Linked DNA regions of Rattus norvegicus: region 2 is linked to region 1. Evidence: chromatin contacts called from public Hi-C data. All regions are on one chromosome and are shown on one strand. Each heading gives the region's core, a stretch centred on a gene start, on an enhancer-like site or on the middle of the called end of the contact. The rest is flanking DNA. Distances are from core to core; before and after follow the strand shown.

Region 1 (6,414 bases), core at 2,537-5,036:
AATGGGCTTTTTTCCCTCCTTAACTTTTTTCTTTATTTCAATAGTTACATTTCTTTGGAGTTACATTTCTTTAGAACAAGGCTTGTCTTTTTGAAAAGCTTGGTACAATAAACTATGTGAAGTGTTTTGTATATTTTAAACTATAATTTATGCCTTTTCTCTTCTGTTATGGCTCTGTGCTTGTTAATATGATAGATGAACTACACGTAAACTCTTAGTAAAAGAAAAAAGAGGGGAAAAAGACTAGATTGGATTCTGAGTGCTGTTTCTCAATTGGTGTGTGTGTTTCTCATAGATGAAGTTAGTATGAATTGAGGTTACTCACAGTTTCTGACGTCATGTGTTATATTTCCCCTGCAGAGAGGCTATGGCCAAATATGTTTCAAGTTTTTATTGACATGTTTATGTATATATTTATTTATTTTTGACTCATGTGACCCAGATCGGCCTTGAACATGTTACGTTGCCAAAGTAGAGATTGAACTACGGTTTTTCTTACTTCTGTATCCCAAATTTCGGGATTAATAGTCATATGCCAGTATGCCTAGCTCATTGACTAGATTTGAAGCAAGTTTCTACTAACAACAACAGCTTCTGTTTTAAAAGATGGCTGCTAAGGAAAAACATAGCTTCAGGCCATGTTGTGGTACCCCGGAAGTGCGTGAGTTAAAGCATGCCTCTTCCTTCGCTTTGTACATATGAGGTATCACATCTCACTAAGATTCCATTTGAAGTGTGCCCAGGCCTCTGAATACCTTATGAGATCACATCTGATTAAGATTTCAGCCCTACCTAAACTGCCGTCTTTGGTGAAGTTTTCCTAGTCATCGTCCTGGCAAATGGCATTCTAAACATCAAGGAGCCTTTGTGACTTACTTCTTATACTGATTGATTGCCCTCAGCTATGCTTCTGATTCTGCAGTGCATTGCGTGCTGAAAGTATGGTTACATGATACTGACAAAGTCAAAACCTAAAGAATTGGTGATATAGGAGCAACATAATATTGCACACTATCTTCAGATATCAATGAACTTATAAATACTACAGGTTGCATCATTCTTAAGTAAATAAGTAGTAAATAAAATTCTATTCTTCCAAGATGGATCTGAAGCAACAGGATTGACCCTGGCTATTTCCTCTCATTTATTATTTCATTTCGCATTTGAAAAGAATTATATCTTATTTGAATGATAAATAATGTCAATACTGGAGGTGCTTGTTATCTTTTCTCCACCATAACTTGTCTATTGTTCACTCTAGGAAAACTATGTTTGGGCATATTCTATCAACTGAAATATTTTTGATGTTTTTTTTCTACCATAGCTGCAGTATACATAACCCCTTTTACTGAGTTAACTTAATTGTCCTAAGTGAATTTTGAATTCTCCGTGACAGATGTGATCAAGTCCAGAATGCTTTTGATATGGCCCGTGATTCTGTTCAGCTTTAATACATCAAAACATAGTCAGAAAAGACAATAATTGAGCTGGGTTTTTTTATTTTTCAAAGTTAGCGAAAAACAATGTCTAAAGAGTGCATATAGCATTTGGGGGTAAAGTTTAAGAAGCCTCAAATAATGGCATATAACCAGAGGACAAGATTGTTTCCCTGGAAGAAGATAATCTAGAACTTTTTCCCAGTTTAAGAGGAGATTAAAGTATCCTGTACAAGAGTGCTTGGGAAGTTATAGACTGATCGAGTGGGGTCTGCAGAAAGATGTGCAGCGATGGAAAGAAAAGGGAGCTTGCCCGGTGAAGATCTAGCTGGCACTGTCCCCATCTCCATGTTTTCTTGTCCTTCTTTTTCTGTTTGCCATCTCCAGAACACTGTGCTGTAGCCATATCTTTCTCTTTTTTTGAAGTTGTATTTATTTTATGTATATGAGAACACTGTTGCTGTTTTCACACACACCAAAAGAGGGCATCAGATCCCATTACAGATGGTTGTGAGCCACCATGTTGTTGCTGGAAATTGAATTCAGGAACTCTGGAAGAGCGGTTAGTGCTCTTAACTGCCGAACCATCTCTCTAGCCCTTTCTTTTCTGATCCATTTTCCCACCCTCTTCCACTGTTCAATAAGCATTAAAATACTCAGTAGGACAAGGCTTTATTCAGGTGCCTTCTCCTCTACTTCATGAAAAAAAAAACAGTGGTACATTACTAAAGATACTCCTGAATAAAGAAGACAGAGGCAAAACATATACATGCCAAATGGGTTGAAATGATTGGTTGAATGGGGAACATGTTCTCACCATATTTTAATCATATGGATACCTTCATTACTCTCTTATTTCCTATTTCCTCTACTCTCCGATGCCCTTCTTCCCAACTTATTTAAGTCTTCTCTCTCTCTCTCTCTCTCTCTCTCTCTCTCTCTGTGTGTGTGTGTGTGTGTGTGAGAGAGAGAGAGAGAGAGAGAGAGAAAGAGAGAGAGAGAGAGAGCGAGCACACATATATGTGTATTGCCTCATTCTATTTAACTAGAGTTTCTTGTAGGACCATGTGCAGAAGACTCTTTACTCGTTTATCATTATTTATTTTATGTGTATGGATATTTTGTGTGCATATATGTATGTCTGTGTGTCTCATGTGTTTGGTGCTTCGGAGGGCAGAAGAGGGCATAAGATACCATGGGAGTGGAGTTACAACCACTTGTGAGCTGCCCTGTGGATGGTGGGGCTTGAACCAGAGTCTTCTGGAAAAGAAGCCAGTGCTCTTAGCAGCTGAGCCATCTTCCTAGTCATATATTTAGTCACTTTAAAAGTATGTACATCTTTGTGTAGTTATGTGTATGTGAGTGCAGGTGCCTAATGAGTCCAAAAGAGTACTTTGGATCCGTTGACATTACCATTGTGTGCTACCTGCCATTAAGTGCTGGGAACCAAACTTGGGTCCTTTTGAGGCACAGGACTCTCAGGGCAGATAATAGACTTGGACATCAAGAATCACTTTAGAGTTCTTCATAAACAGACATCCACTTTTATTGCCATGCAGCTTCCAAGCATGTAATTCCAAACTTTTTTGTATTTTGATTCTGGGACAAATCACAAAAGCAGATATTGTCTTAACACATGCTAAGGTGGAATGGACCGCTACACTCAGCTTTATTATTTGTTTTATGTGACTTTGGACCATTTTCTATGTTGGCTAACAAAGCCAAAGTCAAATCACACTTAGAGCAGGCAGGAATGTAGTTGCCCTGGGCCATTAATTTATAAAAGATGCCATGGTGTTTGCCATGGTACTGTTTCTCTTAGATTCTCATGTTCTGGGGCAGTTTTTGACTTGCCATTAATGGTGAACAGTAATTTGTTCCTTATTCTCTCTCTCTCTCTCTCTCTCTCTCTCTCTCTCTCTCTCTCTCTCTGTCACACACACACACACACACACACACACACACACACACACACACACACACACACCACTAAATTAAGTGCTGAGAATACTCTGGTATTTGTGATCCATCTGTAACAATTAAAGATGACTTATATAGTCTTAAAAGAACATGGTATTCAGGAAAAGGGTAATGGTTTTTGTTTTCTTTCTAGTATCCATAGAAACTTGCCTGATTTTCTTTTAAAAAAATACTGGATACTGGAGAGTTTTTGTGTTCCTTGTGCTTTCACTAAGTTTCTGCTTGTAGTTTTTCTAAATTGACTCTAACCTTAACTTACCTAGCATGAAAGTCTGATTTACTGCACGTGAAGGACTATGCACAGGGTAGCCGCCACCAGCTTTGTGATCTCCATGGGTGGCTTGATGATTTTTTCCATGCCCTTTATTCTTTTGGCTAATTGACAGTGATCCTGTGGCACGGCTTTGACTGGGAGAGTTGTTGTTGGTAGCCAAGGCCTTCTGCAATCTGGAGGCAGAGGAATTGGCAGGAAGCAATAGGAAGGAGATTTATATTGCAACCTTTTGCTGAAAGTGTGAATACACACTATAGGTCATCCAAAGGGTATTCAGGTTTGGACAGAACCACGACTAAAGGAATTAACTAAAAGATTCTTGTCTTCAGAAGCCCTAGTCGGATTAAAACTTTCCTATATTCCCTTCTGTATGAATGAACATTCCTGTCCAGTCAGCCTTAAGGCTCCTGTCTATGCTAGCTCAGTCAGATTTGACTGTAACATAGTTATACTTTGGAAATCAGCACCTCTCCCGCATTAGTCACTGCCATTTCTTGGTTCCAGTCTCCTTTAAATACATGTTCTATCTTACCAGACTCCTTTTTTTGTGCCTTTGTGCCTACACACCCAGCCATGAGTTTTGGTGGGCTGTGTGTGTCCTCCTCATTTCTATTGAACAGATTCATAAAGAGCCCAGCTGTTCTCTGTCAAGGGTTTTTCTCTTTTATTAGTCTCAGAAGGCAGGGCTGGCAGGGTGCAGCATGTTGGTACAAGATCCCAGCTGTTGTAATTGAGCCTTTGGACTCCCTGATCATTTGAAACTTGGAGAAAAATTTGACCTCATCCTGGCATTTGTTTCTGTTTCTTCATTTGTTTGGTTTTGGGCATCTTACAGGACAGTGTCACTCTGAAACATTAAAGCAGTATGGAGAAAATTGAAGTCGGATTTGCTTTTCAATTTTTGTGTGTGTGTGAGGGGGTGGGAATTAAGAAAAGGGTAAAATGTTAGACAATGTGGATGCAAATAAATCTGTCCGGGCGTACCTTTAATTGGTAAACAGCCTAAGCAACCTTAGCAAAATTTATTCACACTTTTAAAAATAGTGTGATAAGAAAGCCCTTTCTTAGAGGCGCTTTGAAAAGCGGTTCAGAAAGGAAAGGATTTGCTGCTGCTTAATTAAAAGAAAACTTGCAGCCAAACCAAGAATCTGTTTTAAGAAGAACTTTGCACTTTTATTTATTTATTGTTTTTTTCCCCCAGTTCTTTGGGTGATTCTGTCAGACAGGCACTCAGGACACCTGCTCTGATAAGCTGACCAGCTATTGAATAACGGAATCAAACACTTTAAGCAATGAAAAATATCCACTTTCACTTCATTGTGCAAGATTGATAGACAAGAACATACATAATAACATACATTTATATTTAAGAAATGTAACTTATTTAAAACAGGGAACCTTGAGGGAAATGCTTGGTTGGGACTGAGTCATTACCCAGTTAAAAATAACCTTTCCAGGTCATGGCGTTTTGTTTGCCGCAGTGAAATAAGTTTATTTCAGCAGAATGAAGCCATTATTAGCTTGGCAGAGTCCACTTGTCAGAATTTTATGGAGCAGAACACCGTTTGGCTGGGAAATTCAATAAATACTGTAATGTGAGAGGAGTTAAACTCCAAGGGCTGAAGGGGCAAAGAGTGGGGGATTTGTTGCTAATTCATGGTTTTACAGCCTCGGCATAGCATTAGGAGCGAAGATGAGTTGTCATTAGAGGTCGGGTGCCCACACCTACTGTGAACCGCTGAGGAACCAGGATGTGAGGGTAAAATAAAAACTTTAATGTACATTAGGAGGTGAAGTCCTGACCAGTGAGGTAAATATGATGTGTCCCGATACTCAGGTTTTCATTTCTCTTTTCGGAAGTTAATTATCTTCTTTACCTGCTGTTTTGTCCTATCTTGGGTTTCTATAGCATACGAGTGGACTTGAAAAGCCTGTGGCAATCTCACTTAGTCATCAGAGCAGCGTTGTGATATGAAAATGGACCTGAGTCATTTGTCAGTGCAACAGCTTAAAAACCCAAACCATTGGCCACTCGCTGGTGAAAAATCTTCTTGCTTCACCTTGAGCAAATTTGTCAGCATGACAGAGGGCTTCATTCCTATCTCTCTCTCAGTATCACCCTAGGCAAGTTCTGTAACTTCAACAAGCCTTGGTTTCCTTATCTGCAAAATGGTGCTAGTAATGGTATTTACCCTATAGAGCTACTTGAAGGTAAAAATGAAATCATGCATACAGATTTAGAAATCTATCTAGCAAATTAAGCGGAATGACTTCGTATTTCTCAGTTGAAAGCACACCAGTCATTCTCAGATACTTAGAGACTTACTAAGGTGAAAAGTCTCTAACTTACTGGGAATTACACTCAACAAACCTTGTGTCTGATGCCGTTTCCTGGCTGTGTGCCATTAGCCATTGCACTCTGAGTGTGGGTACACAAATGTATTTTATACTTTGCATAATTAAAAATTATTTTGTAGGTACTTATTTCTGTTCTGGTTTTTAGCATAGATCACCTGGACATTTACATTAATTTTGTGATTGGTAAATGATTGCCAATCATATTACTCATTAGTTATTTAATATTCTGATTGTGTCAATATCCTTTAGTTTGCTCGATTTTTTTTTAAGTTTTTGAACTTGCTTCTGCAATGGGATCTTCAGGGATGGTTAGGGAAGATTACTTGTATGGAGAGAACTATCCAAGACTTGGAGAAGAAAGCTATT
Region 2 (6,414 bases), core at 2,368-4,867, 85 kb before region 1:
TAAACCCTGAAACTAATAATATTGAGCCAGAAAGGCAAAGGTTTTGGTTGGAGATGAGGCCATGGCTTCTAGACTTAACCCCATGATCAAAGTAATTCTTTCTCACTTTTCTTTCACTGGAAAAAAAAAACAAGCAAGCAAATCTGTAACCACTCTATTCAAGAACCTCTCAAAAGGTCACTATGTGCCTTTTGAAAACCAGGGGGAGCTGGGTGTGGTGCATAGTTCTATAATCTCAGTACCAGGGTAGGGGAGGCAGGAGCATCAAGAGTTCAAGGTCAGTTTTGACTACAAGAGCCTTTTTTCTATGACGCCCCACCCATCCAAGCAAAACAATATGATATGATATCATGCTTATGACATAATACAAGGTAACGGCTGTTATTACTGTCAGTATGATCATTTTTAAATTAATTTGCTATGCTTCCTGATAAATGAAAGCAAAACCCCACCGGTACTTCTAGAAACAAACTACTTTGGAGGGGGTCCAAAACAAACTCATAGTCACCCTAGCTGAATTATGCACTCAAGGGGGTGTGTATCCCAGCAAAACTCCTGCACGCTATTCTTCGCAGAATGCCAGAGCTAGAAGGGAATTAAGCAGGTGCAGCACTATCGTTTCATTTTCTCTGGTGTAAATGGCTATCATTTTTAAACAATCTACATATGTTGTTCAATAATGACTTGGAAAACCAGTTTACTTGACCCAGAACTTAAAGATAACTGTGGATATTTTAGCATTAGGGGAAGGGGGCAAAGGCTCCTGAATTTGTATATTACCTCTGCTTTAGACACCTTGTATAACCTTACAGTCTCAGAGACGAAGTTCCCTTGTTTGTAATGATGAAATGAGACTAATCAGAAACCCACCCACCTCTAGTGTTCTTTGGTTAAAATATCCAGAAGACCAAGCAGCCCAGCTGCTGTGTGAGATGCTGCAGCATTAGCTCCTGAGTGCATTTGCTACCATCGTGGCCGTGTGTGTGTGTGTGTGTGTGTGTGTGTGTGTGTGTGTGTGTGTGTGTGTGTGTCCAGTCGAAATCTCACTCACTTCTACTTGGATGTGTCTGTGTATCCTATCTTGCCTTCCTTAGCAGCATTACCCTGCCTTTGTCTACATTTCTTTTGTACAGTAACAGCTGAGACGAGATGCCACTCAGATCTCTATTTCCTTTTTTAAATGTGTTTGGTTATAATAGGGACTCAAACATCTAGGACCTTCTGGTGCGGAAGAAGTTGGGCTTGCCATTTATTCGTGCTGTGATCCACGTTGCTCACCTTGGCAACAGCCAGTACTGAGTTCTCTAGCTCCTAGTTGGAGAAGAGAGTACTTCCCAGACCATGAACCCAGAGTAGTCAGGCTTCACTGCTAGTAGGCTCTGATCAGCAAGGTCAGATGTGGAGGCAGAAGGCACCTTGTCTTTCCAATGCCCAGAGGAGGTATTTCCAACATCTAGATGAGAAAAGTAGGGTCACTAGTTCATGAGGGAGGATGTGCCAATAAGGGAGACAATCTGTAGTTTATATACTGGAGGAGAGTGATTTACCAAGAAGCTCAGATTTCTAGATTAACTCTGAGGGCAGAGAGATTAGACAGTTCATTGTCTCTGTTCAAGCTTTCAGTGGGTTCCATCCAAAACTTGGTTAAACATGGCTTGGAACTTGCACAATAATGCACTTCTTTGTGGTTCTCACTGTAAGGCTAACCATTCAAAGAGGAGGAAATGGAGGTTAAAAAACAATAAGGGAGAGTTGGTCGAGGGTGCTTCTTTACTCCCAACATGTTGAGAAACTAAACGACATCTCATAAGACTCCTTCCAAACGGTATGCCTTCGTTTTGCAGTGTACAGGACAAGAGGAATACTGACCATCCATTCAGTAATTTTCAAGTGCACAGCATGCAGAGGACTGAAGCAGATACACAGGCAGCTAGAGACGACAGTCAGGGTGCTAGATACTGGACCACTAGGTTGCTTCTAAAGAGGTCTGCTTACCTTTGCTCCTTCCAAGACTGTTCGAGTCTGCAGGAGTAAGTGCTGTTTGCATTGGCTGGCCTGAACACAGAATGAGCAGTGGAGGTGGCTTGAAGGCCCAGGCTTCGCTTCACTTGACCTTTCTCATGGTGTTCCTAATGAATTTTGATGGGCTGGTTGCCAGTGGAGGCTTCCAGCTGCTGACTTCCCCCACATGCTGGAGATCATATGAGTAAGGAAGAAGCTTAAACACGTCTTTTAGCTAGCAATCCGCACCAGGCACCTTTTCCACCCTGGTCCAACCATTGGTGCCTGTCTGGAGAGGTTTTTGTTGTCTTTCAGGAAAGCCGGAGAGCAGTGCTTTGCTAACATAAGAGCAAGTAGTTGAAAGCACCCTAGGAGTTTTCACACCAAGATTTGGGTACTTCCCTTCCTTCCTCTCTGCCTTCAAAGTAAGGATCCTACAGAAAAGTCCAAGAAGGAGGATGCCAAGGTGAACTGGGATAGACACAACTCAGTCTCATCAATGAACGCCCCTTGTATTATTCAACTGCTTTGAATAGGGCGCGACCAGCCTTTCTTCCTCCTGTGCTTCAGGAAGCAGAGCGGGAAGCGCCCGGGTGTGCATGTGCCTGCACCAGGATGAGTTGAGTGAATCTGAGAGGGTCTTTTCTGGCTGGGTGGAAGGATGTTGGGGAGTGACGTCACCCAGCCCCCTCCCCTTCTCCTCTCTCTCTCTCTCTCTCTCTCTCTCTCTCTCTCTCTCTCTCTCTCTCTCTCTCTCTCTCTCCTGCTTGTGTGCGCGCGCACGCGCTGTGTTTCGAGTGTGTTGTGGTGTGTGTTTGTGTGTGTGTGTGTGTGTGTGTGTGTGTGTGTGTGTGTGTGTGTGTGTGTACACGCGCCCCTTCGCCCAGTTCTCCAGCCTGTCCCTCCTTACTCCAGCTGTCTGGCCCTCAGTAAGTGAGGTCCAGATTGAAGGTTCGCCAGCGGGCGCAGCGGACTGGCTCTCCCCGCCCGGGACGCACCCACACTCACACTCGGGCTCAGACGGCACGCACACACAATCCCCAAGCGCTGGGCACAGCGATTCCGTGGGATCTCCAGCAGTTACGAGGATTTTAGAAATCACCCAGACAAGGAAACAAAGAGAGAAGCCTAGAAAATTACTTTCCTGAGCTCCCTCATTTCATTTCCCCAACCGAGCCACCTCGCCGGCAACTGTGACCGCCAGGTTCCCGCCAGGTTCTAGGTGTGGGCTGGCCACTCCGTCCTGGCTCCGGCCAGTGCAATCCGGACCCCACTCCCGAGCTGCAGGCACCCCTCGCCCGCCCCTCTCACCCCCGCGGGCCTCAGTATCGGGTTATCTCGCTCGCGCTTCACTTTTGGGGGGAAGAAGACAAGAACCGGAGGGAGGCGCTGAGGGGGGCAGCCGAGTTGCTATTTGTGGCCAAAGAATCTGCTTTAAAAGCAGCGGCGGCGGCAGCAGCAGGAAGGAGGAAACGGGAGAGGCGGAGGGAGGAGGCGAGACGCGGCCGGACCCCCCAGCAGCGCGCCGGAGCAGCCGCGCGAGGAGGAGGAGGAGGGCGCGGAGGAGCGTGGAGGAGCGGGAGGAGCGTGGAACAGCGGGAGGAGCGGGAGCGGCGGCGAGCGGCGGGCGCCAGGGCCGAGGACACGGCGCTGGCAAAGGGAGGCGGGGCGCTCGGCAGCACGGCCGGGACTCCCGCGGACTCGCCACTTGCGGCTGCCGCGCGGGCTGGGCGGCGGCGGCTGCGGGACTGAACAGCCGCCCGGAGGCGGCACGGCCTCGGAGGGCTGGAGCGCGGTGTTGGGAGCCGCGCGGGCGGCGGCTGCCCCGAGCCGACGTGAACAGGTAAGCCGTCCGGGTTCTGGAGCCCGGAGCCCGCCTAGCCCGGGACCGCCGAGTGCCCGGAGCGACTCCGCTCCGGATTCTGCTCAGCCACGGTTCGGCGATTTGCCCCGGGCGGCAGCGGCCCGTTCTGGAGGGCGATTTTGGTTGATTCTCTGCTCTGAACTGGTGCGGAGAAGGAAAAATAGGAGGCACTTGAGGGTCCGTGGCTGCCTGTGGGAGGGGGATTGTTTGGAGCGCTTTCTGTAGCCGGATAGGAGCTCTAGTTCTGCTGCGGGAATCTGGTGTACTCACACACACTCGTACCAGGGAAAGGAAACGCATAATTTATTACGAAGAGTTGAAGTAGTAGGAAACAATTCAAAAAGAAAGCCACCAACCAAAGATTCTTTGCTTTGCTACACGCTGATAGTAGGCTTTTCCATAGACATGCTAAAAACAACAACAAAAACTTGCCCTGGTTCTTCTCCGCGATGTTGATTTTATTTTAAATCTTTAACAAGTGAAGTCAGTTTTTGTTCTGCTTAGATTTTTTTTTTTGTAAGTATGAGCTTGGTTTTCATCAATCGTGTGTTCTAAATTACAAATAGTAGTGCCATTCTTCAAAACCCGGACTATCACAACCCACTTGTGTTGTTTCCAGTTCGCCCCCCACTACTCTACTTGCCTAACATTTCCTGTTGCCTGGGTTTCTTGACTGGGTTATATCCCCCAACCACATCTACAATCTGCACCTTAAAGGGATCACTGGCCCTGTATTTGCTCTTAAATTGTTTATCTTTTCTCTTTTACGTGCTCCGATAGCTAATGCTAGGGAAGTAAGAGGCAGCAGCTCACACATTTTGAGCCCTTTAGTAACTAGTAACTGTTTAGTTCACGGATTTGAGGTTGTAATTAGCTACAAAGGCAGACTTTGGTGTATTCTTTTTTGCCCGTCTGTAGCACAACTACGCTGATTCCCTTCAACCAGAGGTTCTTCTGGTGGTGTGCCTATTTCTCTGTCTCAGAGTGCACACACCAAGGTCTCAACTTGATGCAAATCCAGGATGGTACACCCAAACTCACAACATTCTGATTTAAACGAATCTTTAAATGATCCCAATTGTGAAAGCACTATTGATCTTCAAGGGAAAGCATCTTCCTTTGAACAGATCTCTTCTATGGCCCCATATTGTACCAAAAGGAAGCACATTTTTTATGCTCTGTATCCAAATTCTTGAAACAGATCTCCTAAATGGACAATAAAATTTCCCCTGCCTCCTGCCTCCCATAATCATGTACTGTACTGTCCTTTTCAACGGAGCTAGCAATTCTGTGACAGATTTTTTAAATTCACCCGCATGTTATCATCTATTATTGTACTTTCAAAGTGTGAAATTGACAAGCTGGTCACTTTCATGAATTCAGCTGTCAGATTGTGTCCAGTTAAAAATTGCTAAAAGCTGTAAATGTGCTTGCCTGGAATTTTCTTTTGTGAAGGAAAGACACAGGGGGATGGAGAATTAAAGGGTGTTTTTAATTGTAAATATTTTTAAATGGGTGCTGTTATGGGACACACATTGAGATTTCTATAACCATAAAAGAAAAGTATCATTTAGATTTGCCTATCTAATTTAAAATAATGAGCACTTAATATAAAGCCCTTAGTAATGGTGATACAATAGAAATGGGTTTCAAATAGGAAAAGTAGCCCGCAGATGTATTTTAAGGCAGATGAGTGAGATACTACTTTCTAATGACATGTAACGAAGCAGATGTGTCAACTGTCCTATTGTGGCAGTCATGGCAAAAATTCTTGGCCAGTGAAGTTGACAATTAATAAAAGTAATGAAGTGTGTGTGTGTGTGTGTGTGTGTGTGTGTGGGTGTGCATAAAATTATAAATACAGAACTGCTTAAAATAATGCATGCCATGATTTGACATGCTTTTTAAGATAGACACTCATTGAAAATCAAAATACCCCAAAGTCTAGAACTAAAAATTGGATTCCCCTCAAGTGCTGCTATTCACTAAGCCACTAGGGGCCTGTATAACTGTTCTTATATTCAGGAGACACCTTGCAATGGCTTACACAAACCCTTCCTAGAAGACATTTAAGAAAAATTCAAGTAGGCAGTTCTGTAAGTTGTTTTTTCCTTTTCCTTAAGAAAAACCCAAACCCATGCTCTGACGTTAGCTGTGGATGGATTGAAGGATATTTTGAGAATTTTATTGAGGTGTTCTATGGCATTCTGGTGGTATTAGGGTAATTTTCCATATAGACTCTGAAACAAAAAAAAATTACGCAGATTCTTATAAGATGCCTGTTTCTTAGTTTATGGTAAAATAAAACATGGGAAAAAACATAAATAACTTTTTCTAATTGGTCCAATAACGATATTGCTTACCCAAGGCAGGTTTAGAAGATAAACGAAGCAGAGTTACTTTAAAGGAAGTATGTACACGGATTAATTGTGTGATTGGAATGCTTTTGAAAGTGCTGTGTAAGTTTGTGAGGAAGGAGACACCAAGTCTCTTAAGTCTAGTTTAGACAGCATTTGAGTGACCTGGACTGAGGATGCTGTGTACATCTT

The links. Hi-C and Micro-C count contacts between places; a contact is called where the count stands out from the background.
Region 2: a Hi-C map of liver shows a contact between it and region 1, with 5 times the contacts expected there. The contact joins two enhancer-like sites. A contact is called at or near these places in 3 of 12 Hi-C or Micro-C datasets (the A7r5 cell line, liver and psoas muscle).

Annotation. Positions count from the first base shown.
Region 1 is chr5:95,507,838-95,514,251 of GRCr8, reverse strand. All of the region lies in intron 10 of Ptprd (protein tyrosine phosphatase, receptor type, D), which reads left to right. Among named protein-coding and RNA genes, the nearest start is that of Dmac1, 1.2 Mb to the right of the region's middle. Within about 2 kb of position 3,786, at least 17 of the 93 cell types and tissues checked have an H3K27ac peak or open chromatin away from gene starts, as enhancers often do. A contact at or near this core is called in liver, where this site is marked.
Region 2 is chr5:95,593,129-95,599,542 of GRCr8, reverse strand. All of the region lies in intron 10 of Ptprd (protein tyrosine phosphatase, receptor type, D), which reads left to right. Among named protein-coding and RNA genes, the nearest start is that of Dmac1, 1.3 Mb to the right of the region's middle. Within about 2 kb of position 3,617, at least 55 of the 93 cell types and tissues checked have an H3K27ac peak or open chromatin away from gene starts, as enhancers often do. A contact at or near this core is called in liver, where this site is marked.